Regions from separate parts of the Cricetulus griseus genome. Here regions 1 and 2 are each linked to region 3. A link is a contact called in public Hi-C data. All regions are on one chromosome and are shown on one strand. Each heading gives the region's core, a stretch centred on a gene start, on an enhancer-like site or on the middle of the called end of the contact. The rest is flanking DNA. Distances are from core to core; before and after follow the strand shown. Region 1 overlaps Itpr1 (inositol 1,4,5-trisphosphate receptor type 1). Region 2 overlaps Itpr1 (inositol 1,4,5-trisphosphate receptor type 1). Region 3 holds the start of Bhlhe40 (class E basic helix-loop-helix protein 40).

Evidence for each region. Hi-C and Micro-C count contacts between places; a contact is called where the count stands out from the background.
Region 1: a contact with region 3 is called in a Hi-C map of the CHO-K1 cell line, with 2.4 times the contacts expected there. The contact joins the enhancer-like site here to the promoter of Bhlhe40 in region 3. A contact is called at or near these places in 2 of 8 Hi-C or Micro-C datasets (the CHO-K1 cell line and fibroblasts).
Region 2: a contact with region 3 is called in a Hi-C map of fibroblasts, with 3 times the contacts expected there. The contact joins the enhancer-like site here to the promoter of Bhlhe40 in region 3. A contact is called at or near these places in 4 of 8 Hi-C or Micro-C datasets (the CHK-Q cell line, the CHO-K1 cell line, fibroblasts and 1 more).

What each region holds. Positions count from the first base shown.
Region 1 is chr8:36,049,504-36,052,945 of CriGri-PICRH-1.0, forward strand. The region is part of intron 43 of Itpr1 (inositol 1,4,5-trisphosphate receptor type 1); the gene reads right to left. Among named protein-coding and RNA genes, the nearest start is that of Bhlhe40, 220 kb to the left of the region's middle. Within about 2 kb of position 2,133, at least 5 of the 6 cell types and tissues checked have open chromatin away from gene starts, as enhancers often do. A contact at or near this core is called in the CHO-K1 cell line and fibroblasts, where this site is marked.
Region 2 is chr8:36,068,098-36,071,438 of CriGri-PICRH-1.0, forward strand. All of the region lies in intron 39 of Itpr1 (inositol 1,4,5-trisphosphate receptor type 1), which reads right to left. Among named protein-coding and RNA genes, the nearest start is that of Itpr1, 220 kb to the right of the region's middle. Within about 2 kb of position 1,639, at least 3 of the 6 cell types and tissues checked have open chromatin away from gene starts, as enhancers often do.
Region 3 is chr8:35,828,307-35,831,694 of CriGri-PICRH-1.0, forward strand. Bhlhe40 (class E basic helix-loop-helix protein 40) reads right to left here and starts at 1,920. Exons shown (of 5, transcript XM_035448635.1): 1 at 1,518-1,920; 2 at 1,282-1,351; 3 at 899-1,006. The coding sequence starts at 1,597.

The sequences.
Region 1 (3,442 bases), core at 883-3,382, 220 kb after region 3:
GATCAAATGGCTATTGGGATTTGAAGGGGTTACTCAGTGCTAGATAGCAAAGATGGATGGCATGAGAGGCTTAGCCCTGTAGCTCTCTGACTCACCACTTCCTTGAGCTTTTTTTTTTTTTCTTTTTTTCCCCCCATCTTACAGTATGGATAGCTCATGTGTGCATACCTCGAAGGGGAACTGGGGGTCGTTTTGTTTTGTTTTGTTTTTGTTTCTCGAGACAGGGTTTCTCTGTACAACCCTGGCTGTCCTGGAGCTCATTTTGTAGATCAGGCAGGCCTTGAATTCACAGAGATCCGCCTGCCCTTGTCTCCCAAGTATTGGGATTAAAGGCATATGCCACCACCTCCAGGCTGGAATGGGGAGTCTTACCTGAGATATTGTCAATGAAAGAGAATGCTAGAGAGTAAACTACAGTCAACACCAAACTGGATGCTAACTAGCTGTAGCCCTTTCTCTTAGGCCCATAATTTAAAAAAAAATTGTCATACAATACCAAACTTACTCTTTTGGTATTTGGTTGGATAGACATTCATTCACACACATATAAAACTTTGTGACTCTCCACAAAAGCAGAACAAATAATGCTTCCACAACCCAAATAGTCCCTACACTTGACCAAATTCTCCTGTCATTCCTGACTAATTAGGACGGATCTGTTCTCCATTACTAGCCTTGTCCTTCCAAAGAATCACATGAAAAAAACTTAGAGCGTGTCACTGTCTGTGCACTGACTTCTTTTACTCAGTCTCCATGTGTGTTCCCAGGTTACTCATTCATCACTAGCTTTGCCCATTTTCATTGCGGAGTTCCTGCTGCATGGATGTACTATGGCTGTTTTGGCTTATCGCTATTACTTTCAATAATTATTTTCACAACTTGAAGATGACTCCAGAAATGGACTGCCTGGGGGAAATAACTAATACTGTTTAAAAAAAAATAGAAGAGAAAAAAAGTCTTGATTTAAAGCTGCAAGGGACCCAGACATCCCTGTCTGTTTCTTAAACTTGACTGACAGGGGAACAGGGGCTGGAGGACAGATTTTCGAACCTCACATGATCCTGGATTTGAAAGCTGCTTTCATTATGAATCTTATGTAATGCAGGTAGGAGACCCTTAGGGAGGTGTCACAGCACCTTAAATGTAAGGGCTGTCAACCCTCTCCAGACAGACCATATGTGAGTCTAAAGCACACAGGTCAGCCTGCTTCCCTCCATCCTTCCTACAGTCTGCCACTAGCACAAACAATGCTAGGAAAGCCACCTGACCACAGAGTCCCATCCTTTTGCATCACACAGAACAGGAAGTGGTAATGGGCAGTGAGTTCCAGTTAGGGTGACCCTGTCTTCCATGGCTCTCAGCGTTTATTTTAGCAATCATTAATAGCCGTCACTTCAGTCTTAACCAAAGGCAGACTCGCCTCCCAGCTGGGCATTTACTACTTTGAACCAGTTTCTTTACAGCAAGACCAAACTCTGAATCACCCTCCCTGGGGCTTTAGGGTTCCTGTCCTCAGCTGGTCCCAGATATGACCCTAGTTCTACATCATTTTCTCCAGAGAAAAGAAAAGTTTGGGGCAAAGGGGGATCTCCCAAGTCAAGTCCATACTAGAAGAAGAATTTCTGGAACCATAGGCCCGATACCATGTAGTGCATCAGACTGGGCCCCTAGAGAAGGGGGTGGGGCAGAGGGACCATAAATGGGCGCCTGAAGGCTAAGTCCTTGCATAATGGCAAAAAGCCTACTGGTTACCCACAGCCCAGCCCTTCACTCATCAAAGTCCTGGATCCCTGGAGAGGGAGCGAGAAAGTGGTTCTACCCCGAGAGTGGCTGACCAGGACTCTGTTGCAGCATCTCATCTTCAGCCAAAGCGTGTGAGTCATGAGTGTGTGAAAACATGGAACTAATATTCATAATTACTGCACAAGATAAAGAACTGGAAGGAAAAGCAGCTTCTGTCTGCCTTGCCATCACCGTCAGGGGTATGCTGTGAAAAAACGGGGCATCTTGCCAGAACCCCAGATTCCACCTCAGCAGTGAGCCTTGAAGCTGGCAGCCTCAGCCCTGCAAGCCGCCCTGTGCTTGCTTTATTTCCTCACCAGTGGTGGCTCAGAGCATCTACTCATCCCTAGAACAGGAAGCCTCTAGAGACAGCAGAGACTTCTGCCCTCCCACCTCCTACACACAGCCAATTAGCCAGCTTGGACTCAAGTGCCTCCGAGTCCATGCCTGGCCTCAGCAGATGGTATCCGTTTCACCCACGGTAGTCTAACCCTCTTCTCTCTTGCATCAGGGTCACAACAAGGCTTAGACTCTCTCTTACTCTTGCATCAGGGTCACAACAAGGCTTAGACTCTCTCTTACCTGCAACCCCCTCTTTTCTTTCATCTCTTAGTGAAATACATGCAGTTTAAGTGTATGGCTCAGTGTGTAAGCATGCACACAACCATGTAACTGTCACCTAGATAAAGATACAGAGTGTTTTTCTGTCGCTCAAAGGGCTCCCTTGTCCCCCCTAGAAATCCTCTCCCAAACTAGTACTATCATTATCAGAGTCATCAAGAGGGGTACAGTGCTTACTACCTTGGCTCTAAATCACTGCTATTTAACCTTTAAAATAAACAAATTTCATCATGCATATTTAAGGTATACAGCATGATATTTGTGAGGTCTGTATAAACAGTACATAACTTACTCCAGTGAAGCACATCCACCCATCCAACCATGGCCTTACATACACATTTATTTTTGTTTCTGTGGCAAGAGCAGATACAATCTGATTTTTCATAGATCTGATACACATTGCAATTTCATTACCTATATCAGTCCTTGTGCTGTGCATTAGGATACTAAACTTGTAAATTATACATATTTGCTACTTTGCAAATTTGTGTTCTTTTTTTCTCCCTCAGTGATGAGGACTGAACCTGGGGCTTTGTGCATGTGAGTTAAATGCTTTACCACTGAGATACATTAGCACCTGTTTTTTTTTACCGAAACAGGGTCTCATGGCCTTAAACTTGCTATGTAGGAGAAGTTGGCCTTGAATTTACCATCCTTCTGCATCCACTTCCCACATCCCGGCATTATAGCAAATTTGTTGTTGTTTTTGAGACAGGGTCCATAGTGATATTTTTGTTTATGATATAACAAATACAGCTTGCCTGAAGATCAGAGTGATAGCTAGCCATACAAGTTAGTCATAAAGGCCAGGCAGTGGTGGCACACACCTTTATTCCCAGCACTCAGGAGACAGAGGCAGATGGATCTCTGTTAGTTCAAGGCTACCGTGGGTCACACAAAATTGGTCCAGTATAAAAGAGAAACAGAGCTCACACAGAGGTGATCCCAGCACTTGGAGTAGTGACATGCCTTTAATCCCAGCACTAGGGAGGTTTGGATATGGCTGGGCCAAGAGAGGAATATAAGGTGGGAGGAGACA
Region 2 (3,341 bases), core at 389-2,888, 240 kb after region 3:
TAAACAACCTAACTTGCTTTCGGGCATGGCAGAGACCTAACCAAACCAGGAATGTAAGTAGGTAAAACAAGCAACATCTCACACCAACACTTGCTTCTCTGATGATATGAAGTCACAGTTCCTTGGGAATAAGCTGATTTTATGGAAGTAAGATGCAATCCTGATAAGTATAATCATAAAGTATACAAGTTCCAAAAATAGCTATGTAAATATGATACCAATATAAGTAAAGAGTAGGGTCTGATAAATGAATTTAGTTTTTTTTCAGCCAGTTATTATTATCATTTTGCTTGAATGCTAAGATTTCAGTTCACATTTTAAGAAATAAAATTTTAAGACCTAAATATTCTAGGTTTTATTTCTCCTCCTAGTACATGCTGCTGACATCTCTAATTACAGTGAAATCTTCAAAGCTGGTGGGTGATTAACAAGCCTTGTTACGAACCTGAAAACCAAGTAGTGTCCCAGACTGCTTTGTCATTGATCCTTTGATTGTAAGTCTTCCCAGGTCATTCAGGGAAGTTCAGTCAGATGTAATTTAATAGACTCAAATGACCAGCGAACATTTAAGTAGAAATTAGTACATTGAGTTTCTGAGCCCTCAATGTCCTTCCTGGGTGAGGTCAATAATCAGGGCATCCTAACTTGATGTCAATCAAGCAAGCAATAGGCTATGTGCATAGAAGATACTCATGTGCCTACTTTATATATAAAGTACCTGATTTCTTATGGAGGGATGCACATCTGTCATGCCTTGTAATTCTTAAGGAAGCCCATAGACTGCTTAGGTTATTTCTGGTGTTTGCAATTCAGCAACCCCCTCACACCTGTCCATTTCTCCATCCATTCCTTTTATGTGTGTCTATTATTGGACCAGCAGAGAGCAGAGCCCGTGAATAGGCTTTGCTTTCTACTTTCCTTAACAGGAATTCTTCTACGGCCCCAAGGCATCCATGATTTTCTGGTAAACACAATGTTTCCATGTGGACCATCCTGGAAGAAACTGAATACAAGTCAAGACATGTATGATAGATTGATATATCAGGGCAGCAAAAAGGATTTATCTTTTCTGGCCCCCTAAATCAGCACTCAGTTGCTTTTTAATCTACTTATAACCTCAGGGGAAGGAAACAAAACAGGAGTGAATGAGCCTGCAAACATGTTAACCAGGCCCCCTCCTTTATCAGCCTTCGGAACCCTTCATTAACAGAAAGAAAGCTGAGACAAAAATAGAAGTCATCTAGCATTTACAAGAACAATCTTAAATATTCACATCTACAAGTCTCTTTTTAAACGTATTTGCTTTTAGAAGCAAATATAAGTTAAAAATTATATGACTCCACCCATGTAGTTTGATGCATATCTTACAGAGAGACTTATTCAGAACTCTCTCTGTGGTCCATTATTTAAAAATGCAATCTGGCTTGACTCAATTACACCACTTCAGGCATTCTGAATAATCTCAGCAGAAAGAAAGAAAGAAAGAAAGAAAGAAAGAAAGAAAGAAAGAAAGAAAGAAAGAAATTAAGAAAGAAAGAAAGAAAGAAAGAAAGAAAGAAAGAAAGAAAGAGTCAAAAGAGTAAAAGCCCTGAGCAGACTCCACAGTGGCTTCTGTATGCTTCGAGGAGAGCTTGCTCTGTGGTTGCCAGTGTCTAAGAGTAAACACTCCCGCTGCACTTATTGGCAATTACTGCTGAAGGTCGCACATCAGCAGTGAGCCTAAATTCCAGGAAAAAAAGAAAGGTCTTATGTAACGGCTGCCTGAATGCTGGCAGGTGCCCAACTCAGCAGTTCACAGCAATGCAAAAAAGTAGGACGCCTCCACCGGGGTTGGACGTCATGAGCACGCCCCCTGAAGGTGAAATCTAACAATTCTTAAGTTTCTCTGTCTCCCCCCTCAGCCTTCGCACATCCTGAATTTTACAAAGTTTCTTGTCTGTGGCATCATCGGCTTGGAGGAGGAGCTGGAGGTGAGAGAAGCTAAGGGCACAATAAAAATAAAACCAGGTTACAGCTACCCTGGGTGACACGAAATGTCTGTCTAGTATTTTTTTTTTCCTTTCATTTTACAGTACAGGAAAGCAAAGTTGCTAGCTGTCACCAGAGGCTCCGAGGGACAGTAAGTAATTTGGTGCAGATCACATCTCAAATGGAAACTAATAGGCATGTCCAGTGAACTACATTGCACACCAGACTCATTTTCAAGGACAAAGGGAGGAAACCCAGGTGGACCACTCTGGTTAGTCACCACTTCCGCCTTAACTCCTAGGACGTTCTCAACAGGCATGGCACTTCTTAGTTTAGAAAAGTGAACCCTCTCCTTCCCTGAGGCTATGCATTGGATTCTTGCCCGACCTCTGAAGTGACTATTTGACCTTCTGGCTTAGGGAAAAGTCCCCAGATGATGCTTGCCCATAATTCCATGTAATTTCTATCATGTTTTATGACAGACTGGAATAACTTTTATATTAATTTGTATAGTCTCTCTAGCAAATCTCAGTAGGGAAGATACTGTGTCTATTAGGGGGCACACTGTATCCAGCCCTTAACACAGTGCCTTCAACCTAACAGGTTTACATCTTTAGCATCAGCTGGTGGCCATTTATGGCCAGTGAGGGAGCTTTCTATATCTTTACTGGGGGGAGGGGGGCAGTGTGTATACTCTCAAGTAACACTCCATCAAGCTTAACACAATTCAGGTAGTTTCCTTTTTCTATGCTCCAATCCCCTGGCCCTGGCTGTTCTTCCTATCTCCAGTGGACAAGACCAAGTCAGGAGTAAGGATGGAGACTACCTCTTTACTTGCCAAGAAACAACACAAACACCAACATCAACACCAACACCCTCCAGTTTCTGGTGTCAAGTGAAATTTTACTCTAGGAGGCATCTGGGGAGGGCTCATACAATGCACGTTCCTTATGAGGAGTTTATGCCTCTGTCCTTTTTTACCCTCTTCCACAAAGTCCTGACATGGATGCAGAAGGCCTTAGGCTTTTTCTTTTTTTCTAAGTTGTTTGCAGCACGTATTTCTTGACATGCTCAACTGGTCTTTATCATCAAAAGGCAGTGGCCTTCACCAATGAGGAGATGGAGGGACGAGGCATGCCTAATACTTTCCCCCCACCACATTCAGGATTCGGGATTGAGCTGGTAGGAGCTCTCATTAAACTTCTGTAGAAACTCAGCTATGGATGACAGCTTCCACTAGCACACACTGGCGAGAGGACTGGAGGTGGGGGGGGGGCATGCACCACAGGGGCTGAGGTAGTTTCCAGAATGGGCTGATGATAAAGGCCAATCAGTCATCTCTGAGAAGAGGGCCAGAGCCAATAGCCTGAGGG
Region 3 (3,388 bases), core at 670-3,169:
TTAAAGTTTGCAGATGTTTTAACATATACACATAGATGACCAAAGGATTAAAAACAAACAAACAAAAAAACATGTGTCATCTATCTTTGGAGGCCTTTTGGTAGCTGTTACAGTCTCAGGAGTGAGCTGACAGATAGATTTCTCCAGCAGCTGCCCTGACCTTAACTCAGGGGACTCCAGAGATAGCATTTCTCTGCTGTGGTGTCAACCCAGTGAGGAACATCTACTGTGTCTGGCAACCAGGAGGCTTTCCCTCCCCTCCCGTGTGTGTGTGTGTGTGTGTGTGTGTGTGTGTGTGTGTGTGTGTGTGTGTGTGTTTCCCTGACACCCTTTTAGAACTTCAGCTCGGCTTTCCCTCCCCTCCCGTGTGTGTGTGTGTGTGTGTGTGTGTGTGTGTGTGTGTGTTTCCCTGACAGCCTTTTAGAACTTCAGCTCATGAAGGCTTTTCATCTTCCCTTCCAAATACTTTTCACGAAGGAATAGCTAGAAAGCTTTTGGCTACTAGTAAAGGATATGACGGAAAGAAACACACACACACACACACACACACACACACACACACACACACACGGGATGGAAGATGGAAAAGGAAAAGGGCTTAATTTGTGTTTGTGTGTGCGAGTGAGCCTTTAAGTCAGAACTACAAGGCGATGGAAATTACCAAAAGGGAGCTATGCTAGTGTTGGAACCAACTTAAAGAGGCCTCAGAGAGTGATGGTTCTGCCTTTGCCTGGAAGTCCTGGGACTAGGGATGGGTTCCCTCCAACCCAGAACTACCCGGAGCTTTGATCCGCCCGTCTAGCCTGCAGTTCCTCGTGACGCCTGCAGGCGGCGAGTGACCCCCACCCGCCCTCTGGGCAGAAGAGCTGGGTTGGAGCAAGGCCAGCTTCTCACTTACTGTAAGTTTGAGGTGTTCGGGTAGAAGATCTTTCAGCTGGGCAATGCACTCGTTAATCCGGTCACGTCTCTTTTTCTCAATCAGCCGATGCGGCAATTTGTAAGTTTCCTGCAAGGAGTACGTGGAATGATGGGTGCCTGGGAAAGGGAAAGCGAAGCCTCCCTTCCTCCCCTCCCGGCAGCAGGGAAAAAATCCTGCAAGGGCGCAGATCAGAGACGCACCCAGAATCACCTTTTCTGTCCCTTCTTTCCCAAGTCACTCAGGTGTGACAATGAGCTCACCACATCTTGAACCCCCAAGCCAACCTCCAGGCAAGCAAACTTTTCTTGGAAACTCAGCGCACGCGAGGGACTAGGGAAGGGGTCCCCAGAGGATGCACCTACCTTGCTGTCTTCGCTCCGTTTTATCCCCCTTCTGGACTTGTACACTTGGTACATGTGGGCAAAATCCATCCTGTAGGGAAAGGGGACAGAAAGAGCCGTGACTCCCGAGTGTGCACTGGCTGCAGGAGCCCTACTGATGCAAGAATCCCCGTGTTCCCAGAGGTGCCCCAAGTTGAGAGAGGCGCAGAATACATAGCTAGGAGCGGAGACTTGATGGGGTCACAGTGCACACTTACCCTGACAGGTCTCCGTGCTCCAGTCCTGGCGCTTTAGGCAGGCAGGTAGGAGGTGGTTGCGCGCTGGGGATCCGCTCCATGATGCGGCGAGCCGGGGCCACTGCGCGCTCCTGTCTGCACTTAGCAGAGCGTCCGAGGGAGGACTGCCCTGGAAGGGAGGATCCGAGGGTCTCAAGGGGTATGTTCCTCTGAGCTAGCCTGAGCTCCCTTGCAATGAGCTGGGCTGCCAGGAGCCGCGGCTTTGAGGCGTCGCTTAGTTGGGGGCGTGCATGGCCGGGTGTCCCCGCGGCTTCTGGCTCCCGCTCTGCGCACAGACTGGCGGTGTGTGCTCGCTGCGCTGTCTGCGCCTTGCGAGCCAAGTGAATGAGAAGTGGGGCGGGCGGGGAGGCGGGAGGGAAGGGAGGTTGCTTAGGGCGGAGCGGGGGGGGGGAGTTGTTGGAGGGGAAGAGCCGAGGAGTAAGGAGAGGCTGCGGGCTGGGTTAAATGGGAGCGAGTGGGTGGGTAGAAGCTACGTGTTCTACCCTGTGACTCCAAGCACGTCTGGCCGCTGCCGGGGAGGGAAGGAGCGACCTGCCCGCCCTCCCCCGGCTTCATCACATGAGTCTCACGTGTTGGACAACGCTCTGGCGGCTGCGAAGTGCCCCCCCCCACCCCAACCTCGGGCCCCAGGTGTCTGCGGCTGCGGCCTCCTTTCCCCGAAAGAGGGGGTGGCAGCGCAGCCCGAGTCCTGCCCAGCTGGGTGGGGGGCACGGAAGCTGGAAGGAACTGGGGGGGAGGGGGGTTGGTAACGTGGGCGAACCTGCCCCAGGGAAATGAAGTAAGTTCCCGTCTCCTGGGAGGGAACGGGGGAGGACGGATCCGCCCGCGTCTGACTCAAGCCGGGAGAGGAATATCCCCTCGGTCGCTCCAGCCCAGCCCTCTTCCTCCTCCCCCGCCTGGCCCGCTCCTAGGAACCGGTGCGCAGCGGAGGGAGTCGTCGCCCCCCTCTTGGCCTTCCCCAGAGGCTGGGGTTTCTTTCCGTCCCCGCTTCCCAGCCCCCCCCCCTCCCCAGCGCTCACCCCAGTGTCCAGGAATTGCCCGCCTTGGGGAGGGACCGAGGGCGGGGCGGATGTCACCCCATGGGAAGCGGGCAGGCGGCCAGGCGCTAGGGCAGCCGAGGCCGCCGCCGAGCACGCCGCGCGCACCTGACCGTGGACCGTGTGAGCTGCGCCGGCCCCTCACTCTCCCGGGAGCTCAGCTCCGGGGCGCAGCCTGCGGGTGGCCCGGCACCCGACTGGCGCGCACCCATCTCCTCCCGCCTTTCAGGGTGCCTCACTGCCCCCACCCACCCTGGCTAGTCAAGCACAGAAAGATACCGGGCACAGTGCCCAGCGTTCCCTCCCTCCTCTGCCCCCTCCGGAGCAGAGGCGTCCGGGTCGCCTCCCCTCCGGCTGCAGCGTTACACAACCGCGGCGACGGCGCCTGCCCTGCAGCAGCGCGGGGCGTGACGCTTCACGTGGCCCGGACGCGGGTCGTAGCTCCGCTCGCTGCAAGCCTCTGCACCGGCATCCAAGCTGTGACCCCCGCGCACAGGGGCTGCCAGCCTGCAGGGGATCCCGCTGCTAACCAGGAACTTGGGTGGCGCTGTTTGCGGTCTATTCCAGGGCAGGAGGAGAAAAGAAGGGGAAAAAAATTTAAAAAACCTCTTGGCCTATCAGAGTGAAATCTCCACATTTATGAAGCACACATTCACTGAGCCCCTTTCCCATTGTTAGACTTCGTGCTAGAGACAGTGGAGAATCAACTGCGGATTTTGACCTTGAATTTACAGGGACCTTGGGAACGAGGCCAATCAGAAGACAGCCTTCATCAGAAAGTCTATCGGGGTCACC